2 separate regions of the Mus musculus genome follow, and region 1 is linked to region 2. The links are chromatin contacts, called in public HiChIP or PLAC-seq maps. All regions are on one chromosome and are shown on one strand. The core of a region is the stretch at or near the end of the contact, and the rest is flanking DNA. Distances in the headings are between cores, read along the strand shown.

The links. HiChIP or PLAC-seq counts read pairs in DNA pulled down with a chosen protein or histone mark.
Region 1: an H3K4me3 HiChIP or PLAC-seq map of embryonic basal ganglia shows a contact between it and region 2, with 2.6 times the contacts expected there. The contact joins two enhancer-like sites. A contact is called at or near these places in 13 of 39 promoter capture datasets (the 3T3-L1 cell line, the C10 cell line, HPC-7-derived erythroid cells and 7 more), 1 of 15 datasets of contacts at CTCF or cohesin (embryonic stem cells), 6 of 484 Hi-C or Micro-C datasets (all in embryonic stem cells), 2 of 115 datasets of contacts at active chromatin or transcription factors (embryonic basal ganglia and kidney) and 2 of 9 other capture datasets (embryonic stem cells and liver).

Annotation. Positions count from the first base shown.
Region 1 is chr8:12,563,714-12,567,620 of GRCm38.p6, reverse strand. No RefSeq gene overlaps it. Among named protein-coding and RNA genes, the nearest start is that of Spaca7, 7.4 kb to the left of the region's middle. Within about 2 kb of position 1,845, at least 38 of the 459 cell types and tissues checked have an H3K27ac peak or open chromatin away from gene starts, as enhancers often do. A contact at or near this core is called in embryonic basal ganglia, where this site is marked.
Region 2 is chr8:12,212,394-12,216,457 of GRCm38.p6, reverse strand. No RefSeq gene overlaps it. Among named protein-coding and RNA genes, the nearest start is that of Gm33029, 26 kb to the left of the region's middle. Within about 2 kb of position 2,012, at least 18 of the 459 cell types and tissues checked have an H3K27ac peak or open chromatin away from gene starts, as enhancers often do. A contact at or near this core is called in embryonic basal ganglia, where this site is marked.

The sequences.
Region 1 (3,907 bases), core at 596-3,095, 350 kb before region 2:
TTGGCTCATGCTTACAGTCTCAGCACTAGGAAGGAGGTAGAGACAGGCGGATCCCTGGGGTTCACTGGCCAGCCATCCTGGCCCTGCTGACTCGACAACAACAACAAAAGGTGGACAGGTCTTGAGGAATGATACAACCACCTGAGGTTGTGCATACACGTGCACACACATATATATGTACACAAACACATAAGAAACATTTGCACACACACACAAATCTTTATTCAGACAACTGATTATTGGTAAAACATTACTGAAGAGAAGGGTTCCATTAGCAGAGTTTAAATTTAGTTTTCTTATATGTATTTATATATGTGCATGTGTGTGTATGTGTGCACACATATGTGAAAGCCAGAAACTGACACCAAGTGTTCTCCATGACTCTACTTTCTTTTGATGAGACAGGGTCTCTTACTAAACCTGAGCCTCAGTGCTTTGTCCAGACAGACCAGAGACCCCCCCCCCCCCCGGAACCTCCTATCCCTGCTTCTCCATGTGGAGACCATAGAGGATTGCCTGGGGGTGGGCTGCCTTTTACTGTGGGGCTGGGGTGGGGGTTGGGGGTGGGATGGGGGTTTGGAGTGGTGGGGGGTTGGGAGGGGAGGGAACTGAACTCCGGGCTGCTTGCTTTTGCTGCAAGTGCTTAGCTGACTGAGCCATCTCCCCAGTCCCTAGTTTTGAGTTTCGTTTGTTTTGGTGTGTGTGTGTGTGTGTGTGTGTGTGTGTGTTTTCAGAACCTCGCTGATGAGGAGGACAAGCAGAGTTCAAGCAGCTGATGGTAACGCGCTCACTCAGAGCTTCGGCTGACAGAGCTTCAGCACTCCTCCCAGCCCTACAGCTGTGGGGAGCAGGACATAGCATGCTCGCCCCTCAGATGTCCTCTGTGGGACACAGCATCTACGCAGAGTGCCAGGCCTCCAGTTATTGGGTCTAATAGTGACTAAGGATTAAAACTGGAAAGCTGTGGAGATATCTCAGCTGATAAAGTGCTTGCTGTGCAAGCACAGGGGCCTGAATTTTGTCCACCAGAACCCACTCTTAAAAAGCTGGGCGTGGCAGTGGGAGCCTGTAATTGATCTCAAGGCTTGTAAGCTTAGTGGCAAGCAGATGCTGGGGACTTGCCGGCTGGCTGGCCTCTTGTGATTGGTGATCCGAGCTCCTAGTCGAAGACCCTGTCTCAAAACAACAATAAAAGTGAAAGTTGCCTAAGACCCTACATCCAATATTGACCTCTGGCCTATACACACACATGTACATGTGCATACAAACACACACACACACACACACACACACACACACACACACACGCACATGCACACGCACGCGCACGCATGCATATGCATAGGTGCACTTGCATGCACAAGAACACACATACATGCACACTTACTGTGGCACATTTTAATTAAAATATATATATATGTGTATGTGTGTGAACCTGGGTGAGTTTATAAACAGTAAGGTCCCCAGGAAGCAGGAAACGGATCAGATCTCTTGGAACTGGAGTACCAGATGGTCACACGGCTGTGAGCTGCCCAGTGTAGATGCTAAGAGGGAAATCTGGGTCCTCTACAAGCGCAGCAAGCAGTTCTTAGCTGCTGAGCCATCTCTCCAGCCCCCAAAGAATATTTTATATTTTGAAGCCTAGCCTTCAATGGCTGAGCCATATATCCAGCCCTCCAAAGAATATTAAAAAAAAAAAATCCACAGTGTTAGCTTAGAAGCCTCAGAGGGTTTTCTTTATCCCAACACCTAACAGTTTTCTGGACAGGCAGATCTGGCAGTGACTGGTCCGGGGTGGCTACCCTTCCTGGGGCTCATGGCCACGGAGGCAAAGTTCCGGGCCTCCACAGGGCAGAGGAGGGTGAGCAGCTGCCGAGAGCCTCTCCCTGCCAGACTGCTCTGTGGAGGGGGATAGTGTTGGCAAATGACAAAGAAGAGAAAATTGGTGTTACACCCCATAGTTAACGTGACAACACGCAGCTAACGAGCACTCAGCGATCCCCCCTGCTCATTTCTGTCACCCCCTTTGAGAACGTCACTTGTTTTATACTTAGCCTTACAGTGTAGGATTAGCTTTCGGCTAAAGTGAATTAGTCAGGGTTCTTTAAAACTCAGAACAAAGGTGCTGGAAACGTGGGGCGAAGGGGGTGCTGAGCTGTGTGCTCCTGCAGGCCGAGCCTCGCCAGCAGATGGGAACTTAGACTGAGGGATGTCAACTGGGACTAAAGTTTTATGTTACCCATAGACCTTCACCTTACACATAATGCATCTTTCTTCCTGAAGTCATTTTAAGAGGGATGCCAAGGTTGTTGAAGTTCTCAAGGCATAAAGATCCCAACCCCAGAGAAAGAACAGTTTTCAAAACATCTTACATTTCAAATCACAGAGAGCCAGTTGTTTGTCATATACACAGATTTGGAGAGACACATGAATTCATACATACACAGGCTCATGTATTCACAACACATATATACATGTACATGCACACACTTGAACATACATGTACATATACACATGAACATACATGTATACTTACACATGTACACTCACACGTGCATATGCACACATGAACATACATGTACATATACACATGTACATTCACACATGCAGATGCACACACATGAGCATACATGTACATATATACACATGTACATTCACACATGCATGGGCACGAATGTGCATATACATTCATAATACATATACACATGTGCACACATGATTGCACATATATGTACATACTCACATATGTACTCTGTACTCATGCATGTCACAGGCACACATACACACAAATGTAGATTTCATATCCTTCTTTTTTTGCCTGGCATATCATTTCTTTCATATTCCCTCCCCAGCTCTTTTCTGCTCCTCATGTGATTTACCCAACTCCAAGGTTACAGGAAAAAGGTAGAATCTTTCCCCCTACAGGTCAGAGATTGTTTCTGGTTCCTCAAATGTCCCATAGGGAAGCTTGGGAAAGTTTGCTCTGCCAACTGATTCAACCTCGTGGTGAATAGAATGCTTTGTAGGGGTCAGCTGCCCTGGTTCCTGCTGACTGGAGTGCAAACTCAGCAGCGATTCTGCAGTTCACAGAACCAACCATAGATGTCGACACAGTACACAGCTCCTTGGAAAGCATTGGCTCAGAGGGGACCTTCTTCATAGGCTCAGGTGACCATCAAAACCGCTCCTTTTGCTTGAAATAGTTGTGAAATCACATGCTTTCTGGGGATACTGCTCAGTGGATAAAGGACTGTCTTGTCAGTATGAGGACTACAGTTCTGATCCCTGTCACCCATGTAAATCCTGGCCAGGTGGGACACTTGATAAGCAGAGGTAGACCAGATGGAGTCAGTGAACTCTGGGTTCAATGAGACATCTTACCTCGATAAATAAAGTGGAAAGCAACTGAAGAAGATGCCTGATATTAGCTTTGGGTCTCTATATACACATGTACTCGTACACTCGTACCCACACACATTTAAACACATACACGCATACACACAAACACACACAAAAACAGGGAGAAATTACATGCTTTGGGGGAAGGTAGCAATTCATAATGGACCAGCCTTGATACCAAAGGATGGCTTAACTCAGGAAATGGCTTTGCATGGAAGGGGGTTTGTGGAGGATGGGCAGGTCTGAAGTCGCGAGAAAGTCGAGGGTAACCCAAGACCCTCAGACCGCCACAGGTTTACTGAGCTTGGTTCACAGATATGGGCTAGCTCCTAACATTATGGCACCCAACTCAAAGCCTCCACAGTTGCCTTTTGGCTGCCTCACTGTCTCTGTGGGGCTAAAGGCTCTGGGTATTTAAATCCCACATGCACAAAAGTATGTGGCAAGGGGCCCTGGGGACAGGCACTACTCTGGCATCTCCATTTGAAATTGAGCACTCAGTGGGGCT
Region 2 (4,064 bases), core at 763-3,262:
TACTGATACATGTGAGAAATATGTGTGTTCAAAGGGACTCACGGTGGCACCGGGCAGAACACAAAGTTCCGAAAGTTAATGAAGGAAGAGACCCCAAAAGAAGCCCAAGGCTCATCCAGGAAATCAGACAAAGGCTGTCCCCAGGTGAGGTCTTCCTCCACAGCCTGGAGTTCCGGGTGGGCTGAGCTCACGCGAAGCTTTCAGTCTAGTCCAAGATGAGAAAACAGGAGGAAAGGCTGAGACTGGCAATCAGAAGGGCAGAGCCCTGATTTTCAGGGGGGTTGCTATATTTGGTCTACTGAAACCCGTGCATGAATTGGTCATTCAAAAGAAAACACAGAGAAGGTTAGGAGAAAATAAGCACCAGGAAGATCTTCCAGACCCTGAGCCAGCTCACTAGAGGAAGTACATCACTCATAGAGTGCTCTGGGCTCCTGCTCTTGACCAAGTGTGCCCAGTATGCAGCCGTGCAGCTGCAGGAGGCAGGCCCAGGACAGTTAGCAATGTGTCCCAATTCAAAACTATAATCTAACCCAATGTAAATGACAATGGCTTGCATCAATGGCAAAAAGTCAGACATGCCTGGTAGCCTTATAACCCCTTAGTGTAGCTCTATACTTCTCTGTGGTGAGAGACACTGGCTTGTCCCCTCCCAGGTGCAAAGGGCCACCTCAGTACTTGTGGGTACTAACTGCCCATCCAGAACCTTCCTGTGAAGCCATCTTACTTCTTAGAACAAAGAGTACATTTGCTCATACTTATTTCCTTTATGTCTTCTACAGCCTTCGGTGGACAGTGGCTCTGGGAATTAGCTGAGGACCAGACTGAACTGGGGACCACGTACCTGCCTGACAGAAGCAGGGGGCTACACAACTCACAGGGTAGACTTGTCTGCTGTCCTGACTCCTCTCACCCCACCTGGCAGGAAGACGAAGCCATTTTGCCTCTGTGGTTCTCAGACCATACCTCCTTTTCGGCTTTGAGGGCAGGGCCTGCAGGCCTCTCTCCCTAACGCCAGTTATCTGGAGAAGTACAGATATCTGGAGGATGCACACACTTTCTGTACATCCAGGCCACCTCTGTTTCTTCCATGATAGTTCCAGAATGTTCTATGCCACCCCACCCCCACCCCAGTCAGTGTCACAAGTACGAGGAGCTGTGCTGGCTCAGACTGCTGTAGAAGGCTGGTGTGGAATGGCCCCCTTAAACTCTCAGCAACACAAATGGCTGCAGTAGACTTGTATAAGACCAGGGATACTAACGTTCCCCCATGGGGAGGAGTAAGCATGAGGCCCTGCCCCAGGGATACAAAAGCAGGTACTAGTTACTGAGACATTTTCCTTTGGGATACGGATGCTTTCAAGTTGTCTGTGCTCCTGTGTTCGGGCCTAATTAAACTCACTGTTCACCTGAGCTATAAAGACAGACTCTGAAGTCTTTTCTTCCTGTTCTACTCACGGTCTTCCTGCCCTCTAACATGCTTCTGCCAGAGGTGGGAGTGGGAGCGTCAGATCTCGGACCTGACAGCCTGAGCTTCTTCCCCTTTAATCAGAGTAGGGTGTGGGAGAGCATAACGCACAGCGAAAAGAACCAATGAGCTGGTGACGTCTGTACTGTGGCAGCTTCCCACCTCCCCTCCTGACCTGCATCCCCTTGCTACCGTATTCCCCTGCCACGCAAAAGCTGCATGCCTGCCTAAAATCGTAAAATCTCCACACACACACACACACACACCCACTTAACTCCTGGGCTCCTGAGCACCCCTCGGGGCACCCCTTCTTTCCCACTTCCATGGAGGCCCAAGTGCCCCCTCAGTCCTGATTACATTGTGCATGAATCATGTTTTAATGTTTGCTTTAATACACACAGAGTCTTTAAACAATAATAATAAGAGGAGAAAAAAATCGGCAAACAGCATCAGAGAGAGGAAATCTCTTTCTTAACATAGAAGCGGGTCTCTTGGCGTCACGGGGGAGAACTGAACAGCGAGCCTGACAACATAATTAGAAGATTGTTACTGGGAAGGGAGAGGCATTCTTTATACAGCTCCTGCTCTCTCAATAAGATTATCCTCCCTGAATAGCTAATCAGCTTTTTTCCAGTTCCCCAAATCCGGGGCTCGGGCTCCTCTCCCCGTTCTTCCCGCTCGCTTGCTCACTAAATGGCAAACGGTGACACCTCGGAGGGGAAATTTCAAGTGTTAACGAAATTTCAAGTGTTAACGGGATGTGAGCAAACATGGAGATGGAGGGTGCGGGGAGAGGGGGGCTCCGGAAGATTAGCAGCAATTTAGGAAGACGGCACTGTCACACCTGGGTTGACAGCGGCTGACAGGGGCTGTTGATCTCTGCTCCCACCTCAAATTTGAGTGTCACACTTCAACAGAAAAGAGCAGAGTGAAGGGATGCTTCCTGGAGTCAGAGTGGAATGCACAGCCCATGTTCACAGCACTTAGGACGAGCAAGGGATAGGTGGAGCAAGGGTCTACCCACCCACACCATCCATGCTACTAGCTCCCATCCAGAGGGCAAGCGACCAAGGGTCAGACAGTTGTGTTGCCCAGAGTAACCATGGAGCACTGGACTGCTTCTGGAAGGGAGGGTCTCTTTGCGACAATCCTGGAATCTTACAGAAATGACTTTTCAAAGCGGCTGAACCACTGCTCCAGTCTCCCTCCGCTGACACTGGTTTAAACTATGTAGCTGTTGCCTGAGCAATTCTGGATAACTGAGGTGGTGCTGGAAAACCACAGGACCAGCTGGATCTACTGAAGTATGGGAAGGACTCCCCTGTCAGTGGTCCTGAGAACTTCCGCATCCCTCACCCCAAGTACCACTAGGGTAGGGGATAAGTTTGCTCACAGGACCACTGCTGACCCGCTCCACTGCTAGCCTGTGTTATGGGAGACCAGAAAAGATGGATGCTGCCCCGCCCCTGAAGGACCAGAGTTGAAGAAACAGTTCAGATTTGGGCTGTGGATGTGAGCCCTGAGCCTGAGAGGAGGGAAGGATTTCAATGTCCACAGCCTGTCTGTGAACGGGGATTCCTCAACAGGGTCCCCTCCGTAGTTCAGAAGAGCCGCAGAACAAAAGCTACATTGTTACAACCAGATTGGGAAGGGAGGGGTGCTAGAGAGACGGGTTGCTCAGTGGGTAAAACCCTGAACTTCTCTTGCGCAGGACCTGATTTTGGTTCCCAGCACAGGTCTCAACCTCCTGTAACTTCAGCTCCAGGGGATTTGATGCCTCTGGTCTTCCTGGGAGAACTCAAAACAAGTGTATGTAACACACACAAACACACATACATACACACAAATAATTCTTAAAACAAACAAACAAATACATGCAGAGGTGTGGGAGGTGACCATCACATAGGGGACAGAGGTCATCCCACACACTCCATCATCTCCGATCACCTCAGCGCTCAGAGCAGAGGCAGCTCTAATTCCTCCTCTTAGAAGATCCCACTTCCAGCTTAATCGTGGTGAGTGACAGGCGCTTGCGCCTAGACCTTCTGCACTCTGAGCCCAGGCTCCCTAAGGACAATGTGGTGAGCTGGACCCCAGATAGCAGCACATACGTGCATGCCACCGCTCTAATGAACATGTGCACACTCCTTCATTCCGCCCGCCAAAGCAATAGCCACCTCTCTTGCTTTCTGGTCACAGAGACCTTGTCTGTGTGTGACTTGAGCTGTCCTTTTTCCACAGAGCAGCTGTAACCACAAAGCTGGCCTGGCCACAGTCTGTAGTGAGCATCTTGGCCCTGGTTGCTTTGGTTACTTTTTTTCCTTGGGGAATCTTTATGGCAAAGTCTTGGCTGACACCATGTCTACAATATGTATACCTATGTTTCATGAGACAGCCCTACCCATGGGCTTGACGTGGCTTCCTGTGACCGACCCTCTCCTTGTCACTTGCTCCCTGGAGGCTCATATCATGCAGGTACTAATCTTGCCTTGCCCCTTGATGTCCATGCTGTTCTCAGATGTCCAAAATGTCTCTGGTAGAATCTCCTCTGAAGCTGAGCACAGCCCCATTGAAGACCACACCACATCCCAGATGG